4 separate regions of the Mus musculus genome follow, and regions 1, 3 and 4 are each linked to region 2. A link is a contact called in public Hi-C and HiChIP or PLAC-seq data. All regions are on one chromosome and are shown on one strand. Each heading gives the region's core, a stretch centred on a gene start, on an enhancer-like site or on the middle of the called end of the contact. The rest is flanking DNA. Distances are from core to core; before and after follow the strand shown.

Region 1 (6,054 bases), core at 138-2,637, 760 kb before region 2:
CATACGCACGACCTTCAAAAACCCCAAATCAGGAAGTAAGTACCAGTCTACATTTATTTTCAGGTCAACAAAAAGAGTCTCCTTCAAAAAAACGAAACAAAACACATACATGCAAAACAAAACAAAAACCAAAAGAAACAAACAAAAAAACTTTCAAAAATAACAAACTCTGTTGCAATGTGTGCATCTCTGCTAGGAAGTGGATGCTGCTGGCTTGTCACGGCTAGGGCCAGCGCTTGAGTGATGTATGTGGGGAGATGATAGATTTGAGCTGATCCATCTCCTCTCCCAGGTTGCCTGGTCCCCTCTGTGACCAATGGCAAGTATTTGTGAGACAGCTGGCTGGATGAGGGGTGAGGGAGGCTGTGTTTCTAACTCACCGGCCTCTGCACAGATCAAAGGCTCATTAGCATTTCACTCTCACCAAATCAACTTATTGGCTCAGATGATCTGTATTGCTTTAAACCTTTCGACAGCTGTAGAATTTGTCAACTAGGCAGGGTTAGGATCTGGTTTTTGACACTTCAGTACACAACCCCTGCACTACAAGTACCATTTCCGTGGTAATTCTAGGGTTTTGTGTTTGGTTTTGTTTGTTTGGAAGGATAACTTTTTTTTAAAAAAAATTATTCCCCAAAGGAATAAAACGCTAAGTTTGGGTTATAAATGTGATGTCTAGTCAGAAGAAAATTGAGGGGAAAAAAATCTTCACCTCACATATCAATCAAATTACTCAAAAGGTGAACTCAGACTCTCTGGTAAGAAGCACAAGGCTGGGGAATTACAGACAATGTTGCTTGTGCTTCTCGGGCTGTACAGTGTCACTGCTTCTGGGCTCATCAAGCATCATTAAAGTGGACAATATGGAAGCTATTGCCTTCTAATTCCCACTTCATTACTTTCCTCTCCTTTACTTGTGTATTTCTGTATCGATTGATTTATGTTGGATACAGGGTCTGATTATGGTGCCCAAGCTGGTTTCGAACTCCTGTGTTCAAGCGACCCTCCTGCCTCAGCTCCCAGACAGCTGGGATAGATAGATCTGTGTCACCAGTCTGCTGGGAATTCAGTCCTGTCACCTGACTGCTATGGAAACACAATCTCCTTCCTGTGCCTCCCAGATAGAGAACGAATTACCAGAACCAGAGATGCGTCCCTTGGATAAACTCTGGCATGATTTTTTTTTTTTAAACTCAGAGACTCTTTTAAAAATGCAAATGGTCTGGTTAGAAGGCCACGAGACTCACTTTTCCTAGAACGGACACTGAGGCAGAAGTGGGAACTTTCTGTTTTGTCTCTATTTGACAGAGGCTCTCCAGTTCTCTGTGTCGGGTGCCCAGTCTTTTGAAACAGGAAGCACATGGGCTGCTTTGCCTTTCTTTCTCCTTTTAAGAACCAACTGGTTCCCTTTTTTGGGGTGGCGTGGAAGGGAAGGAAAGCAGCAGCCTGCTTTCCACATGGGGTCCAGACGTGTATTTTGTGCATCCCACTTTCCAGCAAGGCCACAGCGTAATACTGACCGTGAAGCTGACATTCCAGGAAGGACTGAGAAGGCTGTGCCCTCCTCACTGTCAGGGACCCTTGTCTACCAGTCTGGTTCACTGAGAGTCTATCCTGAGACAGCCAGATGCTTAAGCTGGTGGCATCAAATAAAATAATGGAAACGGCCATTTCCCAAAATGAAATCATGAAAACTACATAAACATCTCTCTCTCTCTCTCTCTCTCTCTCTCTCTCTCTCTCTCTCTCTCTCTCTCTCGGCTTAAAATTTAAAAAAATGTTAAAAAAAAAAAAAACAAAAACCTCGCCTTGCACGGCGAGCAAGCAAGAAACAGCTGTTGAGAGGATGGCATAATGGATAACGGCTCTGGCGAGCAGCTCGGAGAGGATGGCTCTGTGGTCCTAGGCAGGGGTGAGGATGCTCCTGGCAGGGAGAAGAGAGGACGAGAGGATAATCAATCAAGTCAGGAATGCCAACCATTGCGTTTCCAGTGAGGACTTGCTTCTCAGTAGGCTGCATTTTCCCACTCATAATTCTCTTCAGTGGAACACACACACACACACACAAGTGAGAGAGGGAGGGAGAGAGAGAGAGAGAGAGAGAGAGAGAGAGAGAGAGAGAGAGAGAGAGAGAGGGAGGGAGAGAGAGAGAACACACTTTAAGGAAGGACCTTTTTGCTATTCTTTGCTAAGCATGTCGTCATTCATGCAAAGGCCCAGTCTCACTACCTTAGGATGCAGGACCTACATTAATGTAAATTAAAAATGACTTGAACCTATGGTCCCACCTGCAGAGATAGCAGAGGTAGGAGGATTGCTTGAGCCCAAGAGTCAGAAACCTGGACAACATATCAAGAATCCATCTTCTCTGAGAAAAATAAAAGGGCCGGGTGATCAGTGTGGTGGTACAGCAGACTCTGGAGTAGGGCTCCAATCCTCAGTACTATGCCCCACCCAGAGGAGATGAAGGAGACACGTGAGTCAAAGATTTCAGTGTTCCCTGAGCCTGTGTGTTAGAGTATCCATCCTGAGATCTCTTTTATAATACCCCTTGCGCAGCATTTTTATATGGACTAACTAATATGTCTACTATTTAATGTCTGTTCACTTTTTTAATAGTTTAAAACCTTTCCCTGGCGTATCTATCAAGAGTCTGGCCGTACTTATTTATACAAGGTTAAATTGTTCACAGATTAATCTGCCAGTACACGACTTAAACGATGTTAACGAAATGTGTCACCGAGCCTAGTTAGCAGCATGCCTTCACATCCAGATTGAGCATATTGTTAGCACTGGGTAGTTTTTTTTTTTTAATCCTATGCATTTTACTAAAAATAGTCTACCAAAAGAAAATCTGCTGTAATTTAATTGTGCTTAAAAAAAAAAATCCATCATCTGCCAGGAATTAGTTACATTAACATTAGAATTTGAAACTATGTAGTCAGCAAAAGGAAACTCCCCAGAAAAGAAATGTCACCTGTGTTGAAGAAGTAGCTGGATGGAAGAGGGTGTGCTTGAACCCCAGTAGAACCCAGGGGTCTGCTCCCAGCACCAAAAATAGGGGGAGGGGCATGCCAAAATGCACTCGTGGGGGAGGGCTTTACCTGTCTTTCCACCTTCATTTCAGTGGGAAACAGAGAAGATCTAAGGGCAACCTGGAGCTGAGGTAGGTGGAGCAGAAAGCTTTGCTGGGCATATGAGATAGTCGCATCCTCTTGACCCATAGCTGCCCCAGGGCCACCAGCACAGTAGGGCAGCAGCCTCCCACCATGGGTACCCCACCATGGGCACATGTTTCTCCACTCAGTGTCTAAGGTGACAGAACTGTGCCTTCAAAAGCCATAAGACTTCCCCTATCTACAACACTCTGCCTCTCAGAGGTCAACAGCCAGAAAATGCGGGGAAACTCAGCATACGAGCTTGTTTTAACTTATCAGCAAGTTTTGATGTGTGCTGTTTTCTCTCGATCCCCGCCATGCTGAATCAGCGGCTCAGCAAGTTTAGCTGCTCCGAATTGGGGGGTGGGGGGGCTGGGGGGCTGGGCAGGGGCTCCCTTTCTAAGGTTATTGTGAAACATTTGGGAGACAAAAGGAATGAAGGCAGAATGGGTACAGAGGGAGAAAAAAAAGGTCAAAACAATGAGCAAAAACAAAACAAAACAAACAAAAACCAACAACACAAACAAACAAACAAAAGACTCTATTACCTACTTGGGATGGATTCCTGGTTCTGTGGATTTTTTTTTAAGGGATCTTTTTTCAAATGTGAAGGAAACAGTTCTCTCTGTGAGGACCCACCAAAATGTCCTAGACAAGTGTGGAAGGAACTACAACAAAATTTTAAGGCTCACAAAAGTCAGAAGAAAAACAAGGAGATCCCACAGAAAAGGGCAATCTTTGTACTCAGTTGGACACTTGAGATTCAAGGGACACAGAAAGACGACGAAAGGAGCATGTGTCAAGAAATCTGTATTATTTGGCCACATCGTCTTCAGCTCACCTGAAATCTGGGTAAGCCAAAGCTAGCCTGAAAACCTCAACAAAAGGATGAGCTTTATCTGCCTGGGATCCTCAACTGGTCAAATTCCCTCTCCCTGCCGACCTGCCTAACCCATCCCATAATACAGTCTGTATTCAAGGCAGAGACAGTTGAGAGCCTGAGAAAGCAAACTTATCATAGCTGTGGCATGAAAAATGTGTCCAGACTGACGAGAGCTTGTCTTCTGTCAACTCGTACTCCCAGAAACAGTAATAATGACACAATCAAGTCTTGTTGAGCAGTTCTTAGGTGCTACGTTGAGCACTGTGCTAAGTGACTTATACCACTGCCTCCTTTGAGCCTCATGACAATTCTACGACTAAGTTACCATTACTGTTATCCCCTGGACAGGTGAATTTTAAGCAACTTGTTTGAAGAGGAGGCCCAAGTTTGTTTGCCCCCAGGTTACATGGTCCCAGAGTCTGAATCACAGAGCGGGAGTTTCTAGCGATGGGAAAGAGCTGAGGTTCTGGAAGACTGGAGGGCTTAAAAAGAAAAGGCATTCAAGGGCTGGAGGGACAACTCTGTTGGAACAGTTCAGCCTGGCAAGATGGCTCAGCAGGTAAAGGAGCCAAAGCCCTGAGTTCCATCCATGGGTCTCATCTGGTGCAAGAAAAGAATTGATTCTCCCAGGTTGCCCAGTGACCAATACATGCATATGATGATGGTATGTGTGCACCTGTATACATGAATAAATGAATGAATGAATGAATGAATGAATGAACAAACGAACGAAATAAAAAGGGAACAGCATACATTATATTCACTTATCTGGGCAGTCTGAGGTTTCCAGGCTAACTTGTGTTATAATGTACTTCACCACATTTAGAAATTTCCTGTTGTTGTCTCAATTGTAAGATCCATCGCCAACCTCTATTCCCACCTCTAGTACCGAGGAGTTAATTCTCTCTACAGTAACACCATGTACCATGTAATCAATTAACCCCAGCACATGTATAAAAATCTTCACATCAGTTTTTAAGCTTTACATTTATTCACCTATTTAATTTCTCTCTGTGTGCACATTCATGAGTGTATGTGGCATGGATATGTGTGTATATAGGTCAGAAAAATGTGTGGAAGACAGTTGTCACCTTCTTCCATGTGAATCCTGGGAGTTGAACTAAGGTCTTCAGGCTTGGCTGCAAGCACCTTTATCCACAGATCCCCCTCACTGGCTCCTTCAAATCATCATTTAAAAACTGTTGAGCCTTATAATACTTTCTAAAACTAGAGTAAAACAATAAACACAGAAACAGCTTTGGTTCGAGGGCTGCAGCAGCTTCAGACAAACTGGCTTGACAAGACTCTGGAGTTCCTGAGAAGGACACTTGTGTGCTCAAGAAAGATCACAGAACTCCAAGTCTCAGGGCAGACAATTCTGTTGGCAAGAGCAGAGACTTAGGGATACTCGGGGTGAACATGTGTGGGCAAGGAGCATCTTAGGAAAGAGGGAAGATACTTGGAGATTTTGTTCGGTTTTTCTTTTAGCATATGAAGTTTCTGCCTCAGAATCTGCTCATGCAATCAAGGAGGTCGCTCTGCATCCCTCAGGTACAGGTTCCCAAGATCTGAGCTTACCCAGGGTCTCTGGGATAACAGAAGGCCCAGCCAGAGATGGGATGACAGCAGGCTGCTTGACTAACCGTGGTTATCACGGCAGATGGAAAACTAGACAAAACTTTCCACCGCTGAACGAATCTACCACAAAACTGCTCGACGAGACAGAAGGATGTTAAGAATTACTCCTTACTTAACAGAATAAAATTGCTAATTTTTACCCACCCTTTTGATAATTTTCACAGGTCTATCTCTGGTGACCTATGTTTTAAAATCAAACCCCTCCATCACGTGTGGAACTCACTACAGGGATGTGTGACAATTCCCCGTGCTCAGGATGGCGGATTTCTCTTTAAATGCCTGCTTCTGGTGTCTGCCTGATAGAAGGCCTCTCCTGGGTACCGCTGAGCAGTCATCTGCAGGTCATTCCTGTGGGTACGCACACTTGGTCTTGCA
Region 2 (5,338 bases), core at 277-2,776:
AGGACCCTGCAAGACAGCAACAACGACTAAGGCTTTGGGCTTATCGCTACTAAAAAGAAAGCCTGTGAAAAATATCTTCTCTAAACTTGGTTTTTGTTACTGTTTTGTTTTCTTTCCAGTAAGCTCACATTTCAATAAGTTTTTAAATAAAGGAATTATTTTTGTGTTTCCAGAACACTATAATTTGGGTGAATCTTAATTCTTTTAAATATATTAATAGGCCTGGATTTACTCAAAGGCTCTAAGTCTATAAAGAGTAAACTGCAGCTTTGTGATGTGGTCTTTGATATCTTAGCAATAACCTACGCTACATTTGTTTTAAGGAAAAGGTAACTGCTCTTCAAGGTTTTTTTTTTTTTAGGATCTAAGAAATCCTATGATGTTGGATCAGTTAATAAAAATGCAAAATGTTTTTGTAAGATGTAAAACATAAGTCTGCTGTGTAATGGATCTCATATTTTTCTTTAAATTAAAAAACAGAAAAGGATTTGTTCTCCTTGTAAAGCTAAATTCACAGCTCTCATGAAGTAAAACTTCAAAAGGATTTTAACAAATGTAAAAGGGAAGTGAGATGCTTTGAAGGAACAAACAAAACATCGAAGCAGGGTCAGTCCATTTCAAGAAAAAGTTATGCATAATAATCATGATTGTTCCCCCCTTTAGTTAACGTTTGGTACTGAGTCTATCTACATGAAGAATACAAGATAAGGAGTCTAAGAAGGTATTAAATTATCTACTTACGTTATTGTTTGTTTACACAGTTTTGTTCAATTATAAACATTTGGCCTTTTACTATGTTATTTTTATTTTATATGAATACATTCTCCTTATTTATTTTTGTTACATTTATTACTTTATTTTGTTATGCATTTACAACTCCATTTTTAAATAAAGTGTTTCTGGAACTTTATGCAATGATCATAGATTTCATGTCTTTTACCATGTGATATATTTTCATTTATAAATTTACCAAACAACTTTTTATAAAGGAACCTTCCAGTTTTAATAACTATATGATCATCCAAAACAGTATTCTTAATGGATTACTAACAAATGTAATACAATAGCTTAATACTCTAGTGTAACATATGTTCATGGATGTGTGCATGTGCACATACAAGCACACACATGCATGCACACAAACACACACACAAGTTATTTGTAGTCAGCCTTGAGTCATCCAAAAGCTTTCTGACAGTAGTATATCGGGGAAACAAAGGAGAAGTTTAAATATCTTGAACATCTTCAATTTAAAAAATATCAATTTAGACTTTTTTTCATTCTCAGTGGGTCTCAAGAGTCTTGAATGTCTCCGTTATTAATCAATAGCAAGAATTTCACAGCTTGATTGTGTGGCTTTCCATATTCTAACCCTGTTACATGCTGCTTCTCAGTATAATTTCTGCCTGCTCTTCCACCCTGCACTGTTTACCCACAGCCCTGCCATTCCTCAGACCCTACCTACATCTTCACAAAACTTCCTTCTTTGATACCATAGCAAGTGTCTTGTATACTTTCATTTCCCCTCTTCATATGACACATGTGTATGTACTTCTCTTACGTCACTGCAGGTGTTTCCTGGGTAGAACGCCATACTTCTGTGCCATTGAACTTCCTTTGTGTCCTTGGCCTTGTCTTTTCCAGGGTAGACATCCTGTTCAGCTTCTGCATCCTCTAACTTCCTTCTTGTCCTTGGACCTGTTTGCTGTGTCTCTGGCAGGAACAACTCTTGAGGGATTTCAGTTGAATGTTTTGAGATCCAGACCTATTCCTGTGAATGTGGTCCTTCAACTCTGATCTATAAAATGAGAGCTTCATCTTATCTAAGGTTCTTGTAGTTCAAGGGACTATGAAATAATGCTTCAAAAACACTGCAAGGTTCTTATATATAAACTCACTGAAGTCGCCTAACCCATCAGATTCAGTTTTGCCCAGACCTAATCCATTCTGTAGCTACTGTCTTAACATACTAAGCAGTATACTCATCAGAAGTAAACGGTCCTTGATCCTACACTGAGAGGGTGAAAAGCCCATTTTCCTCTAGTACCATAAGTCATACTCCTGTTGCCCCTTGGCTGATCTTAAAGGGAATACACACTGCTCTGTATGCTCAGATTCCTTTTGATTCATTTTCATTCTCATCAGGTTGTAGGAACTTTGTAGCCCTTCTCTTCCCTGTTTGCTTTCCTGTGTGCTCTTGATTCACTGACACCTGCTATGCCACAGTCCAGTTAGGTCTTAAACACGGTCAGAGGCTCCCCAGAGCTGTGGTGGTACCACCCATGTCTGAGATACTCTGTTGGACCTGTAGTTGCATGCAAATTACAGATCTCCAGGAAATAGTCCACAACATGTCTAAGTTTGGGAAACCTTTATGTTATTTGAATGTGAGAGTGGCCAGTACAACAGGAATCTAGAAGGAATATCTGAGCCTCATAGCTGTATATTCAAAGTTTTGTTTAAGTTCCCTGAGCCGAGCTAAATCACTTCTCCCCCCCCCCCTCCCTTCCAAATGCAGTTTCCCAAACCATAAAGCCAGTCCCTTGCTGATGCCTATATGTAGCTGATGTTGCCACCTGGAGCCATTGCTTGTTGGAATGTTCACTGCTCTGCATTGCTCATATGCATACGGAAACATGCAGTAAACATTTGTTCCCTGAAATCTTCTTAGTTTCACCATACTGTTCAAGCTATTGCAAAGTCCTATTCTGAAGTGGATGGACGTTTGTAGTTTTAAGGTATGTAGTATTAGATCTAGAATTGGCAGATATTACATTTAATTCAACTGCTTCATATTTGAGGTAGTTGAGGCACAAATGTAGAAAAGAGTACGGCCCTGTTGGGCAGTTTACCAAGAGTGTTAGCTGCATTATCCCCACGACTCTTGAGTTTCTCTGTTAGAGATGAAGGAACCTGCAATAAGAGAATAAGTTTTGCCAGACGGTGGTGGTGCACGCCTTTAATCCCAGCACTCGGGAGGCAGAGGCAGGCAGATTTCTGAGTTCGAGGCCAGCCTGGTCTGCAAAGTGAGTTCCAGGACAGCCAGGGCTATTCAGAGAAACCCTGTCTTGAAAAAAACAAAAACAAAAACAAAACAAAACAAAACAAAAAAACATAAAAAAAAAAGAAGAAGAAAGAGAGAGAGAGGATAAGTTTCCCCAGTAGTCCAATTAGGATTTGACTTATGTATTCAGATTGTTCATGGTCACCCACCACTAGTTTTCAACTTAAAGAGCTGCTAAACTTGAGCAAGCTGACCCAATACTCAACCACCCTTACATGCCACAGCCCCAGCCCCAGAAAAAGTCCTTCTTTTGGAACAGAAGCCGGAAATCCTGCTGTTTCTTATAAACAGATGAAAGAGTGAACCAGCTCCTACAGAGCTGAATGTTGAGTCCTACAGAGCTGAATGGTGAGAGCTCTGTCTGTGGAGGAACTACCTCTTGTTTTAAAAGTGAAAGCCAGAACTGTGACAGAAAACTGGTAGCCCTGGATCAAGGCTGTCACCAGAAATGTGCTTGCAGCATTTCCCACATATCCCTGGACAAGGTGAATTAAGAGGAACTATCCCTTGGGACTAGGTGAGATGCAGCTAAAACTACTTGGAGGTGGGAGGAGGAGGAATTAATGCCAGTGCTTCTTGCAGATACAAATAGCATAGGGGTTCCAGTGTCACTTTACAATACTCAGGGTAGTGGCAATAGATTTTCATTGAAAAAAAAAAAAAGTTTTGAATGAGATTAATACAAACACTGTTACATCGTTTTGTTTACAGCTTCTATGCCCCACCCCCAAGTCTCCAGAGCTTTGACTTTGCCTACTTCCTTCTTGAGTAGAGCCTCCTCGGTAACCAAAAGAAGTCCCACTGCACTCAGTCCAGTTCCTCAGACTTGAGTTGGCCACAGGATGCATGGGTGAACTGCCATATCTGTGCTCCATTGCCAGTCCATGATTGTATACTGAGTCTCTTAAGAAAAACACCAATTGACATTGAGTTACCCTGCAAAACTTCATAATGTGCCCAGTTATCATGGCACACACCAGAGGCAAAGGTAGGAGAATCTCTGTGAGTTTGAGATCAGCCTGATCTACAATGTGAGTTTCAGACAACCAGGGCTACACAGAGAAAATAAACAACAAACAACAAAACCTTCATAACGTATAACAGGAGGAGGGTTTTTTTTTTAAGACAAAGATGGTACCATGGTATCAGAAAATAGTGTATAAATTCCTTTTAAAATTGTAGTTTGTCCTACAATGCAGTCATTTACTTTGCAAGAGGAATCTCTCATCCATGAAAAGGCATACACAGTGCTTATAGGAATAGTATTTATAATAGCCAGAACCTAGAAATGTAATCCGTGTTCACCAACAAAGAAGCAATTACACAGTCATAGAATGAAGTTCTGTTCAGCAATGGGAAGGAATAAGCCAGCTACAGACATATGTGGTGGTATCAGTTTAAGAACATGCAGAAAGAAGCTGACCCAGCAGAGAACAGGACCTAGCTCATATAATTCTAGGAAACTTGAAGCCAGTAGCCACTGAGCACAGATAGGAGATTGGAAAAATATAAAAAAGGAAATAAAATATAAAAGAGGAACCTATAGGGTTGCAGACCCCTTTATCACCTTGGGTACTTTCTCTAGCTCCTCCACTGGGGGCCCTGTGTTCCATCCAATAGATGACTGTGAGCATCCACTTCTGTATTTGCCAGGCACTGGCATAGCCTCACAAGAGACAGCTATATCAGGATCCTGTCAGCAAAATCTTGCTGGCATATGCAATAGTGTCTGGGTTTGGTGGCTGTTTATGGGATGGATCCCCAGGTGGGGCAGTCTCTGGATGGTCCTTCCTTCTGTCTCAGATCCAAACTTTTTCTCTGTAACTCCCTCCATGGGTGTCTTGTTCTGCCCTTCTAAGATGGATAGAAGTATCTATGGTCTTCCTTCTTCTTGAGTTTCATGTGTTTTGCAAATTGTATCTTGGGTATTCTAAGTTTCTGGGCTAATATCCACTTATCAGTGAGTGCATATCATGTGAGGTTTTTTGTGATTGGGTTACCTCACAGGATGATACCCTCCAGATCCATCCATTTGCCTAAGAATTTCATAAATTTATTGTTTTTAATAGCTAAGTAGTACTCCATTGTGTAAATGTACCACATTTTCTGTTAGATTATAGTTTTTAAAATCCACTTAACTTTTTTTTTCCTTAGGCAGGGTATCATGTAGCTCAGGCTGGCTTCCAATTCACTATGCAGCAGAGGCTGGCCTTGAACTCGTGATCTTCCTTCCTTCATTCCCAAGTGCTAAGATTACGGGTGTACACACCACAT
Region 3 (5,679 bases), core at 2,084-4,583, 950 kb before region 2:
AGTCGCTTCAGTGAGGGGAGACAGTGTTGTTATTGTTGCTGGTGATGGTTCTATTTGCCAGCAAGCATAAAAACATACTTTGGAATCCAAACAGGCTTGTCAGAGGGAACTTTTGTTCCATGTTTGGGCTGGGATGCTTCCAGGGCAAAATCAGGCGGGCATTTGAACCTCAGGAGGCCAGGAGAGAGCTGCACACAGCAGCCACTGATGGAAAAGGCCAGCCATCAGCTGCAGTTTCATCTGGGTGTTATTTGACTGCAGTCTATGCAGCTTGGGCTGCCAACTGGGGTCACTTCTCTGAATGAGTACTAAGGGGAGGAGGGGGGAGCAGGGCTCTGTAGTCCAGGACGGAGGACTCGTCGGCCACAAACGGGGATAAACAAGCTTAGAAGCTTGAGCTTTTGGAAAGCCGCTCCTCACTTTAGGGCTTTGGAGAGAGAAAGTGGTCCTGATTCTGCAGGATTTATCTGCTGTCGGGTCTCAATTACCCCAAGATCTCTGGCAATGCCTATGGGATCCCTTTGCTACGTGGATTAACTGCCCTGGGGACAAAGCCATCTTTGCTGTGTGTGGTGAGAGTTTAGGGTAGAGAAACTCGTGGTAACGCTAGTCTCAAGAAGCCTAAATTGAGAAAGCCTCTGCCTTTCTCCGCTACTGTTACATAATTTGAGCTGACGGTCCCATCCGCAGCTGTCCCGCTGCCTCCTCCCTCTGCAGATGGGAGAAGCTCGCTGGGTGGACAGGCTTACACTAATCTATCTATTTGGAAGGCAAGATGGTGATAAATTACGACCATGGTGAATATCACTAAGACGCGGTAGAGCCAACAGTACTCTGAATTTTCAGTTCTTCCTCACAACCCTGCTGGACTACCTAGGGCATCACTGAATGTTTTATTTCACCTTGAGATCCTGAGATAAGATAGGCTCTTACTCCAGAGCCCAAAATGTCCCGGTCTGAAGTGGCAAGCTCCCCACAGGAGGAGCCCGTGAATTTCAATAAATGGAGGAGCCTCTTATTTTGTAAATAAAGTAACAGCTCAAGGAAATGAAGTGATTGCGCCAATTATACACCTAATTGGTGGCAGATTAGGGACCGGAGCACAGCCCATTACTTCTGCTTCCTATCCCACTTCTGCTGTCTTGAATTTGAAAATACCTTTCACTTTATTTTAACTTAATTAGTTAATGGACTATTGCTTGGCTGGGACTGGAACTCAGGTAGGCAGATGCTCTACCACGAAGCTGCATCCCTAGTTGGTCTTATTTACTTAAAAACATGCCTTAAGTTAGCCTTCAGTTTTGTTTTTATAGTCAGGCCAGAGGCCGCCACCCAGAGCTGTCTCTGCTTCTAACCTCCAGGTTCCTTCTCATCTCAACCACAACTACCAGGCCTTGTAAACCTTACTGACTCTCAAGCTGAAAGGATAATTTTCAGCATTTAACCTCAATTCGGGCCTTTAGGATGGAATGGGTTTCACAGCATGGCCTGGGGATGTTTTCTAGAAAGAGCCAGATAGTCAATATTTGGGGTTTTGAAAGCCATACCTTACATAACAATTTGAGATGAAAATGTCTTTGTCATAACTACTCAGATTTGAGTTCCCAGCATGAAAACAGCCAAAATACACAAGGCTCCTGTCTATGATCGCAGCACTTGAAAGGGTGAAGTCTGGGAGGACCGTGACTCCAAGATCAGCCAGGGCTACACAGTGAGTTCAAGACCAGTGTGAACTATATGACACCTGGAGTCAACAAAACAACAAATAACCGAAAAAAAAAATAGCCATATAGTATACTAGGTAAATGAGCACGGCTTCTTGAGAATCAATTTAGTCTCTGGGACAAAATCTTCTACTTTTACAATAACGAAACCCAATTTTGAGTTTCTATTCTTCAGCATATTATGGTCTAAGCTCTGTCTTTGTGTTTTGTTTGACCTGAGTGTATGAGATGGTGTCTCAGCTTGGGCTACTGTAAGGCAGGACTGGGTGCCTCAAACACCAGACATTTTTCACAGTTCCAGAGGGTGGGAAGTCCAAGGTCAAGGCACTGGGCGATCCAGTGCCTGGTGAAGATCTTGCCTGGGTTTTTAAAGGTGGCTGGTTAATAATTATGGACCCACATGGTGTGCGTGTGCATGTGTGTGTGTGTGTGTGCACGTGCGTGTGTGTTTAATCTTCCCTCTCCCCATCCTCATTTGTTTTTGAAGACAGTATCTGCTTGTGTAGCTCAGGCTAGCCTTAAACTCCCTTTATAGCTCAGACTGCCTTGGAACTTACTGTGTAGCTCAGTCTAACTTGAAACACACAATACTTACACCTCGGCTTCTCAAATTCCTGCTAGAATCACAGGCATGAGCTGCCATGGATTCAACATTTGTGTTTCTTATAAAAGAATATTAACTCCATTCGAGAGGGTGCCCCCTTTCATGGCCTGCTCTAACCTTAAAATCTCCCCAAAGTTCCTCATGTGACATATTTTCACTTGGAGGACCAGGGCTTCAGTGTGAACGTGGGATGCAGGAGAGTTGCCCAGGTCCCCTTCACAGCAGATGGTACAGGTAGCAAAGTTTGAAGATGGAAACAAACAAACAAACAAACAAACAAACAAACAAACAAACGATGGGAAGAGTCGGGGGGAGATTAGAACCTGAGACCTTTCTCCACTGTCTAGGGTATGTCAAACTCCAATGTGTAAGGCCTTGGACCACAGCATCTTTTTAAAATCCTCACAGCATCTAGGAGATAGAGCACTACAGTCAAAAACATGCTCAGGTCTTGTTAGCAGCTGGGCTGTCTCTAGTCCAGCGCTACTGTCTGTGCTTTCCCCAGCCTGGCAATGGCTTTTAAGGAATCTGTACGCAGGCGGGCATAGGGTGGAATGCTGAATCCCACTCCCTCAGTCGCTGCCTACTAAAAGGTTGTTGAATGAGTACTTGAAGGGATAAGAATTTGTGCGTTCATCTAATGCTCTCTTTAAAATTAACTATCCAGAGGGGCTAGGAATTAGGTTGGTTGTGGAGGGCTCCTCTAGCAACACAGAATAGAAGAGAAACTTCCAACCCCTGTCTTAAGTGAGCATGTGGCCCAGATTGAATTATTAGGTGTAGGGCTCCCCCTATTCCTCCAGACATCAGGAATCCCAGAGGCAGTGTGGGCATCTTCACCAGCTCAAAGGGACTTCGAGCCTCCCCATAGCGGGCGTGGTCTGCTGCAAGTGGGCGTGGCCCGTCTTTGGGAGGAGCCTGAAGAGTTCCCTCTCTGGGAGGTGTGGAGTGACTGCGGGTTTGGAGAAGTCCCACTTTCTCGAGGGAGGAAGCATTGGACTGTCCCGAGGGCCTTTCAGTTAGAGGAACCTGAGACTACAGTGGGCTCTCCTTAGTGAAGTCATTAGCTAAAACTGTGTGCAGGCCATGCTTCCCGGATGATCAGGATGCCTCTTGGGTGTGGAAACCTGGCCACTCTGCGCTGCGACTTCTCCTTTTTCAGGCAGAGCTCAGTTCACCCTCACAGAGGGATCTGGGTGAAAATTTCTACGGGGTTGGAAGTCGCAGTGTACGCAATACACTAGAGACTCCGCTCATCCTCTCCTTCTCCCCCCCCCCCCCCCCCAACCTGGTAGTGATGGAGACGGTTTTAGGTTGTATGTGTGCAAGGGTGGAGGTGGATGAGCACATGACTATCTTCCTGGTGCTTGCTTTTATGCCTGGAAACTGAGGCCAGGAAGTGACTTTTTTAAATACATGCTCCATTTCGAAGAGTCTTAGGGGCTGGAGGGCTGGGACCTGGAGTTTTGTTTTTACAATATAAAGGCTTCAAGCCCTTGCTGCACCTGTTTCTGAGTTATACCGGTTTTTTGTTTACCTTTTAATTTAACTATATGTTTATGTATACAGATCTCTTAATGTTGTTGATTACAGAAAAACTTTGTGTTATGATTGTTTTAAACTCCTTTAATGCTTATACAGATTTTCCTTTCTCATGTAGGGGTTTGGCATCCATGCATTATTTTTAATGTTTTTCTTCTTTTTAAAAATATTTACCAGGGACTGGAGAGATGGCTCAGCAGTTAAGATCACTGACTGCTCTTCCAGAGGTCCTGAGTTCAATTCCCAGCAACCTCATGGTGGCTCACAACCCTCTTTTTTGTCCTCTTCTGGTGTGTCTTCAGCTATAGTTTACTCATATACATAAAATACATCTTTAAAGAATTACTAGGTTGGAAAGTAAGAGCAGCAGAGTGCTTGCTCCTCACTTGGGGGTACCCAAGTTCAATCTGCAATGTCACCATAACAGAAGGTCTAGACATGTATGTATGTATGTATGTATTGCATGGTGCACAGGCCAGCAGACAACCCTTGGAGTCTATTCTTTTCTTCCACATGGAGTTTCCAGGGAAGCAGCTGATGATATCAGGCTTGGTAGCAGGCATGGTTAGCTGTGGAATCATCTCACTAGCCCAAAGTCTTCTTCTTTACATTCAAACTTAAACTATTTTTGCTTCGAAAATTCTAAGTTAACGGACACCCATTTTAAACACTTGGTCAGCAGGTCTAATATGTATTTAAGTGTGTGTGTGTGTGTGTGTGTGTGTGTGTGTGTGTGTGTGTGTGTGCGTGTGATGAGATGTTTAAATGCTATGCTGACCCTAATTCCATTCCCTTTCCCAGAGTCAACTGTTGTTAGGAATTGATATATGAATAGTTATTCTCTGAATTGTGGCATGTCTGTGAACACATGTACATGTATGTAGCAGTTTTATGATTGCTATATAGTACCCACCACTTAGGTTGTTTTTTTTTTTTTTTATAGGACTTTAGCTCTTGGTGATCTCTTCATTGCAGTGTTCATAGCTTCATGGCACTCTTCTTAATTGTGTCATATTGGATATGTTCCAGGTGGATATGTTGTCCTTCACTTACAACGGGATGACATAGTGATGAGCCAACTGAGAGCTGCAGAGGCATTTAACACATGCCTCACCTTTGGCCTACCGCAGCTTACTCAGCTGCATGGTGAATGTACTGTGCCCTGGAAGATCTCCGAGGTTCACCTTTAGGATCGTGAGGCTGACCAGGACCTGGACCTCCCTGTTGAAGGCCAAGCACTGGAGGACAGTGCCATACCACAGGCATTGAAACCAGGAAAAGATCCAAGAGCAACTGTACACCGCTTCTGTATCACCACAACATGTAAAAAACAAAATTCCCAGTTCTAATCCACTGTAAGTCAAGGATGGTGTGTGCTGTAGCTGACACTTGACTTTCTTCTAAATTTTGTTGATGCTGCAAGATAAGAATTCAGTGACTTCCTGTCTCCAAATGGCCATTTACCCAGTAGTGGCCCTTTCCCAGGTGTAGAGGTGGGCACGTTTTCTTTTACAGCCTTTTTTCTAAGTTGGCACAGCTGACCATACAGTTTAGAAAAAAGAAGAGCAAAATTGATATGTCTTCTCCAATCCAAGAAGAATTTCCCATGTGCACCCCATTGTAATCCCACAATATCTCTGGGACATGGAGAGTATTTTTCTCCTGTTTCACACCTGAGTAGGTGAGTGGGAAGTGAGAGGTCACAGATCTGCCCGGGCTCCACAGCTAAGAATCAAGTCTGGGTTTTGCCTGCATCATGACTAAGAAAGGAGAGACCTGTCTGCCTTCCGACCAACAGCTCTTTCCTCT
Region 4 (5,889 bases), core at 2,362-4,861, 740 kb before region 2:
AAAATAAATCCTTCACAAATCAACAGTCGTATGAAAATCCATATCTAATGCCAGTTGCTCCTGGGAGAATATATCCAAGACTGCTTTAACAAATTGCTACAAACTTGGGGGCTTACACAATAGACATCTATTGTTCTTCCATAGTCACAGAGGGAAGACGTCTGAAATGAACATGTGACCAGGGCTGTGCCTTCCCTAAACACTCTGGACAGGACCTTCCTTGCCTCTGTCTAGTTTCTGGTGGCTTCTGGCCACTGCTGGTATTCCTTGTCCAGTAGCACCCAACTAGCTTCTGCCTTCATCACCACATCCTCCCAAAGTCCATCTTCTTACAGGCATTGGACTAAGATCTTCCCTAGCATGCTGTGACCCCATAGCTGGGTTATATTTGCAAAGCTCCCATTTCCAAACAAGTTAGTACTGTTAGGTAGCAAGAGTTAAGACTCAAATCAGTCGTTTTAGGAATGCAGCCCAGAGCACAGAGAGAATGAGGAGGCACAGCTACAGGAAGATTGCACATAGGTACTGTGGTGTCACATGCACCCCAAGGGCTCACCCATTAACACATATTAAGAAGAAAAGTGTCATTGTCATAAGAGAAAGATGTAAAATACGCCTGTGGGATCTAGAAGTACAGATAACATGACTCATTAAGAGATGAAATGATAGATAGGTAGATAGATAGATAGACAGACAGACAGATGATATGTAGATAAATAGATGATAGAAAGATAGGTAGATGATATATGGATAGATAAATACATAGATGATAGTTAGGTCGATCAGGGGTAACAGGGATAGAGATGAAGATGGGCAAGGATAGACCTGAGGACCTGGAGACAGTATGGATCCAGCCCCATCAAGATGCTGAACTGTGAAAAGAAAGAGGTAGACAGAGGAATAACTTAATGGGATTGAGGGTATTTTTTGTTTGGTTGGTTTTGTTTGCTTCATTTAAGTAAGACTGACTGCACCAGGAGAAAGGACACCATTTCGTTTCGAGGGAGGTACTGAATATTGAGGCTATGAGCCTAGAGCTAGGGGCTGTGACACAATGTTCGATGGATTACCAGGATCTGGCATCTCTGGCAGATGAAAGAGGGAGGAGCCTGTGAGCAGGGGTCCTGGAATCCTTTCCTTAGTGTTTTATGACCCATTGCTACATGAGCGATCCCATATGCTGTCATTACAACAATCCTCTTTGCAACAACCATCCACCCATCTCCCCCGCAGAGGGTGGTGTAACTACATCTTCCTAGAACTGTCCTTTTGTGTTTCTTCGGCCAAAACTTATCAATAAATGCTTTCTGTGGACCCTGTCTCCTCAGGACTGAGAGGAGGAAGCATCAGCTCGCGGGGCTGGGTAATTCAAGCCATATTCTGCTGATGGTGACTGCACCTCCTTAGGTAGGCTGGACAGGATAATTATCATCATACTACACATAGAAAAGCAACCTAGGCATCATTGAGGAGAGCATTCAAGAGAGCATTACTGAGTAGAGGAAGTTTTAAGAGGTGGGGCCTGGTTGGAGATAGGGTTTGAAAAGACCTCTTTCCTCCTCCTGTGGTGACAGAACGGGCTTACTTCCCTAAAGGTAATGAGCTCAGCTGATAATAGACAAAAGCCTCAAAACCCAGGAGCTCAAGGAAACCACCGCCCCCTTTTAAGGAACCTCTGGTGTGTTGTTATCAGCAGAAAGCTGACCAATATACCCAGGATCTGAAGAATAGGCAGATACATATGGTACAGATCATTTTGATCACACTGGTGACTAGAGCTAATGATCACTTATTGATCATTGAGGAGCAATGACATGTCAGGGAAGCTGAGTTGGGGCAGGGATGCAGAGTCTATAAAAAAAAAACACAGGGGTGGGGGAATGGAACGGAGTGAGTTCTAGAAGGGAATGAAGAGGAATGGATCCAAAATGGTGATAATAGTAACAATAACCTACAATCTCAATGTGCAACATATGGTTTACAAAGCATTTTTACACTATTGGTTTGCATTTAGTCCTTATAATAGCCCTTGGAGAAGCAAGCAGAGAGGTACATTGTCCCCCTCCCTCCCCGGAGATTATGACTGTGAAGTGAGTGCTCTCCAAGCAGCAACGTATTCCAAAAGAATGCGGTGAGAACTCCGCCGCTGTTACCTGCCACCGTCGTCAGACATATATATCCTCCTGGATTGCCGTGGACAGCTCTTCTAGTTTGGGTGCCTGGTGACTCATCATAGCTAGCTCAGGCAGAAATCCTCTGGTCACTTGTCTTAAGGTTTCCCACCGCCCCAGCTGATCTCTGCTTCCCCAGCCAGATGTGCATCCTTCCTGCCTTTCTGTTGGCTGCCACCAGTGAAGGACTAAGAATGAACAGCCCCCACTGGAAAACTCAGTTAGGTGGAGTCCCAAGCCGTCTCCCAAGGATGGACTTCCTTCTTTACAAAATGACTCATCCACCCACCCGTTCCTTCAGCAAACCAGGGAATGCTCAGTGTTTACAAGACTCCAGGCTAGTAACCTCCAGACCCCACATGATCAGGACACACCTCTGCACTTGAAAGTGGAACAAAGTCACGCACAAGAAAGAGGTCAGGGCTGTGCAGGCCATGAAATGCAGAAAGGAAGACACACACAGAAAGGGGGAGTCCCTTTCCAACTTCTGTCCCTGCAACAAGAACCCTGGGGTAAGCAGCTTCTGTGAGAGAAGGGGGTTTGTTGTTGTTTGTTTGTGTTTGTTTGTTGTAGCTCACAGTTTTGGAATCTCCACTCTATGGTCCAATTGTCCCCAGGGTCTGTGGTGGGGCAGCACACCAAAAAGGGAATGCTGGGTACAGCAAGTAACTGTGAAACAGTTTGAGAACCAGGAAAGGAGCTAGGGTCCCATGATCCCCTTCAAGGTCACATCCACACCGTCCTAACTTCTTCCTACTAAGTCTCACTCATAAAGATTTCATGGAATCCAGTATAGACATGGGCTGCTTTTCTGTACATGAGCCCTCCCTGTCTCTTCCTGGTGCTATGATAAACTGTCCTGAGGAAAGATGGCCATATTCAGGCTCACAGTTCAAGGGAATACATTCCAATATGGTGGACAAAGGATGGCAGCAGGAGCAGAAAGCTGCCTGGCTGTCTTTCCTAGGCAGTCGGGAAGCAGAAAGAGGACAGGAAATGGGGCTGGATTATAAAATCAGAAGCAGGAGAAAGCCACAAGTTCTAGGCCAACCAGGGCTACATAGCAACATCCCGTCTCAGGTAGATAGATAGATAGATAGATAGATAGATAGATAGATAGATAGACAGACAGACAAAATAAATGGAGGGAAATGAGAGAGAAAGAGAGGGGAAGGGGAGTGGGAAGGAAAAACAGAGAGGAAGAAAAACAAAGGTTGCACAAGGTATAGATGAGATGACATATAGCCAGTGCACCGTTAGTGACCACCAATGCTATTTCACTTACACAAATGTAGCAGGCTCCTTCGGAGAGTAATTGGAAAGCCCAGAATCTAAGAATTGTAAAGGGAAAATCACCTGCCACCCCTAACGATGACCAAGTGTTGGTAACTGTGGCTGGTGACAGCCAGCAGGGGTTTCTAAGCAGGCAGCTGCAGTGCCAGCTTTGGAGATAGGCGGGGCTCAGCCCATCAACTGGTTTTGACCTTGGGCACACTACTTCACCCTTGGACTCTTGATTCTTCTGTATCACAGTTTGTGGGAGACACCAGCTTCCTGCGGTTGATGTGAGAATGTGAGCGTCACTATCAAATGCCCAATTCACAATAGGTCGCAGTGGTCTCAATGGGAACGAGAACAGACACGTGTGTTACAGGCAGTGAACGCCATGGCATTTAGGAATGACCATACAGAGGGAGCACGGGAGGCTGGCAAGGGCAGCAGAATGTCTCTCCAGGCCAAGCCTGGGAAAGCACTGACCTCCACACTCTATGGTTCCTATCTTCCACCTCTCTCCCTTCCCTCCAGGTCGGGATGCTGGCAGGAAGCAGCCTGTGGGTGGTGTGGAAGGTGTGGAAGCTGTGACAGTAATACCAACAGTAGCTGTAGTAATAGCTGGCACCTTCCTGGAGGATCGCTGTGTGCCAGGCATGGAGCCAAGCCCCTTCTCACCTCCCCCTCAATTCCAAGAAAGGGGGATGGAGGGATGGAAGGGTTCTGCTTCAGAAGCTAGGCCTGTGAGCGGCCTCCCGGAGATTGGGGGACTACATGGATGATGTCTGAGCCCCACCACCAGACCTTCCTAAACCCACCTCCCTGAGACCTCTGTTAAGTTTGTGCTTCCGAGAACAACCAAGTCAGTGGGAAATACACAGAGCGTGATACACATACCAGAAAGACTCCAGCATGGAAGAGGCTGACTCTTTCTCAGATTGGAACCTGCCCCATGAACCTCAAATCTACATTGCCATAGAAAGCAAGCAACCCCCCCCCCACACACACACACCCCAGCTCACAATGTGTTGAACATCAATTAAATGTAAACTGAGTCCTAAACACAAAAAGGAGATGCAGTAAGGCTGAGTTTGCTGGCCAGGATTTGTCTAGATGGGAGCCTAGCTTCTGTTAGAAGGCACGGACAAGCTTTGGGTACTCCAGAGCATATGCATAGTCAGAATAATTGATGGTAGTTTTCTCCATCAAACACAGGATGGTCTCAGTGGCCTCAGTGGATCCCTGATCCATGGACGATGTGGGGCATAGCCATCTCGTTTACCACTCTGAGTAGCACCAAGAGGCAGGAAGCACATTAGGAAACAAAACAAAACAACAACAAAAACCAAAACCAAATCTCAAATCCATACTACAACCCAGTTGTGTGACTGTAGATCAGTCACTTCTCATCCCTTATCTGAGCCTGAAATTTGACTAAGTTGAAACCCCGATTTGTGGCTTTCAAAGGTGACCCTCTTTAGTCATTCAAATCTGAATTTCTGGGTCATCAAATCGAGGCAAAAGAAACTGGTACCAGGCTTCTTCTAGATTCAGCATCAGTCACCACTCATACTATGGGTTAGGGTATTTGTGAGGCTCTGGGGGAAAGTCAGGCCGTTAAGAACTGTACAGTAGGGGCATGAACCCAGTGTAGGGGGAGGAGGGATCTGTTGCCAAGGGGGAGTGGGCTGCAAAGCAGAGTGAGCAAGACACACCAAGAGGAAAGGACAGTTCAGCTTGGGTTTTCTCGAGCCAGGCGATGCCAGCTTTCTCAGAACGTTTGCTGGGTAAGTGATGTAAGAGAGAGAGAGAGCTACCACCACAGAGATCAGCTAAGCAAGCACTCGAGGTTCAGGCCCTCGGCCCACCCACCTCATAGCTCATTGCCTTTACAGCAGCTATGCTGGTCCTCAGGCACCAGGAAAAGACGTCGACTGAATGTTCCAGGTCAGTGGAGAGGGTCCCTCTAAGGACAGATCCCTGGGGACAGAAGCCGCAGGTGGAGTGGCAAAGAGAAGTAAAAGCTGACAGGCACAGCTGAGCCCAGGGGAAGTACCAGCCGGAAAGGGGTGAGGCCAAGCAAGAGGAAGAGCTGGCACATCTGGATACTCACGAGGTGCCAAACCCTAGACCCATACACACCCTGCTCATATTATCTTTAATTCTTTCAAGAGATCTGTGAAGTCTGTATTGCTAGATCTACTTTAGAACAGAAAACCACAGCTCAGGCACTGGGAAACATCATGAACAACAAGAATCTGGGAAATGGAAGGAAGGTCTGGGATTTGAACCCAGATTCTGCCAATATTCTTCCCACCTCCCTGGGCTGTCTCCTGGGGAAGGACAGTATGGAGACTCAGGTCAGAATGGTGTATGATTCTAGTGCTTCCACCCTGCCAGCCACCCGACTGCCCCACTACTCCAAGTACATTGACTGACTGGATCT

The links. Hi-C and Micro-C count contacts between places; a contact is called where the count stands out from the background. HiChIP or PLAC-seq counts read pairs in DNA pulled down with a chosen protein or histone mark.
Region 1: a contact with region 2 is called in a Hi-C map of pro-B cells, with 2.9 times the contacts expected there. The contact joins two enhancer-like sites.
Region 3: an H3K4me3 HiChIP or PLAC-seq map of pro-B cells shows a contact between it and region 2, with 11 times the contacts expected there. The contact joins two enhancer-like sites. A contact is called at or near these places in 5 of 484 Hi-C or Micro-C datasets (the G1E-ER4 cell line, brain, cerebral cortex and 2 more) and 4 of 115 datasets of contacts at active chromatin or transcription factors (the 230-238 cell line, T-cell acute lymphoblastic leukemia, large pre-B cells and 1 more).
Region 4: a contact with region 2 is called in an H3K27ac HiChIP or PLAC-seq map of large pre-B cells, with 2.6 times the contacts expected there. The contact joins two enhancer-like sites. A contact is called at or near these places in 3 of 115 datasets of contacts at active chromatin or transcription factors (large pre-B cells, microglia and pro-B cells).

What each region holds. Positions count from the first base shown.
Region 1 is chr1:177,485,289-177,491,342 of GRCm38.p6, reverse strand. No RefSeq gene overlaps it. Among named protein-coding and RNA genes, the nearest start is that of Gm29856, 32 kb to the right of the region's middle. Within about 2 kb of position 1,387, at least 71 of the 459 cell types and tissues checked have an H3K27ac peak or open chromatin away from gene starts, as enhancers often do. A contact at or near this core is called in pro-B cells, where this site is marked.
Region 2 is chr1:176,729,234-176,734,571 of GRCm38.p6, reverse strand. Cep170 (centrosomal protein 170) reads left to right here. Exons shown (of 20, transcript NM_001099637.2): 20 at 1-919. Among named protein-coding and RNA genes, the nearest start is that of Gm26104, 31 kb to the right of the region's middle. Within about 2 kb of position 1,526, at least 51 of the 459 cell types and tissues checked have an H3K27ac peak or open chromatin away from gene starts, as enhancers often do. A contact at or near this core is called in the 230-238 cell line and pro-B cells, where this site is marked.
Region 3 is chr1:177,679,060-177,684,738 of GRCm38.p6, reverse strand. No RefSeq gene overlaps it. Among named protein-coding and RNA genes, the nearest start is that of 2310043L19Rik, 39 kb to the right of the region's middle. Within about 2 kb of position 3,333, at least 45 of the 459 cell types and tissues checked have an H3K27ac peak or open chromatin away from gene starts, as enhancers often do. A contact at or near this core is called in the 230-238 cell line and pro-B cells, where this site is marked.
Region 4 is chr1:177,466,868-177,472,756 of GRCm38.p6, reverse strand. No RefSeq gene overlaps it. Among named protein-coding and RNA genes, the nearest start is that of Gm29856, 14 kb to the right of the region's middle. Within about 2 kb of position 3,611, at least 45 of the 459 cell types and tissues checked have an H3K27ac peak or open chromatin away from gene starts, as enhancers often do.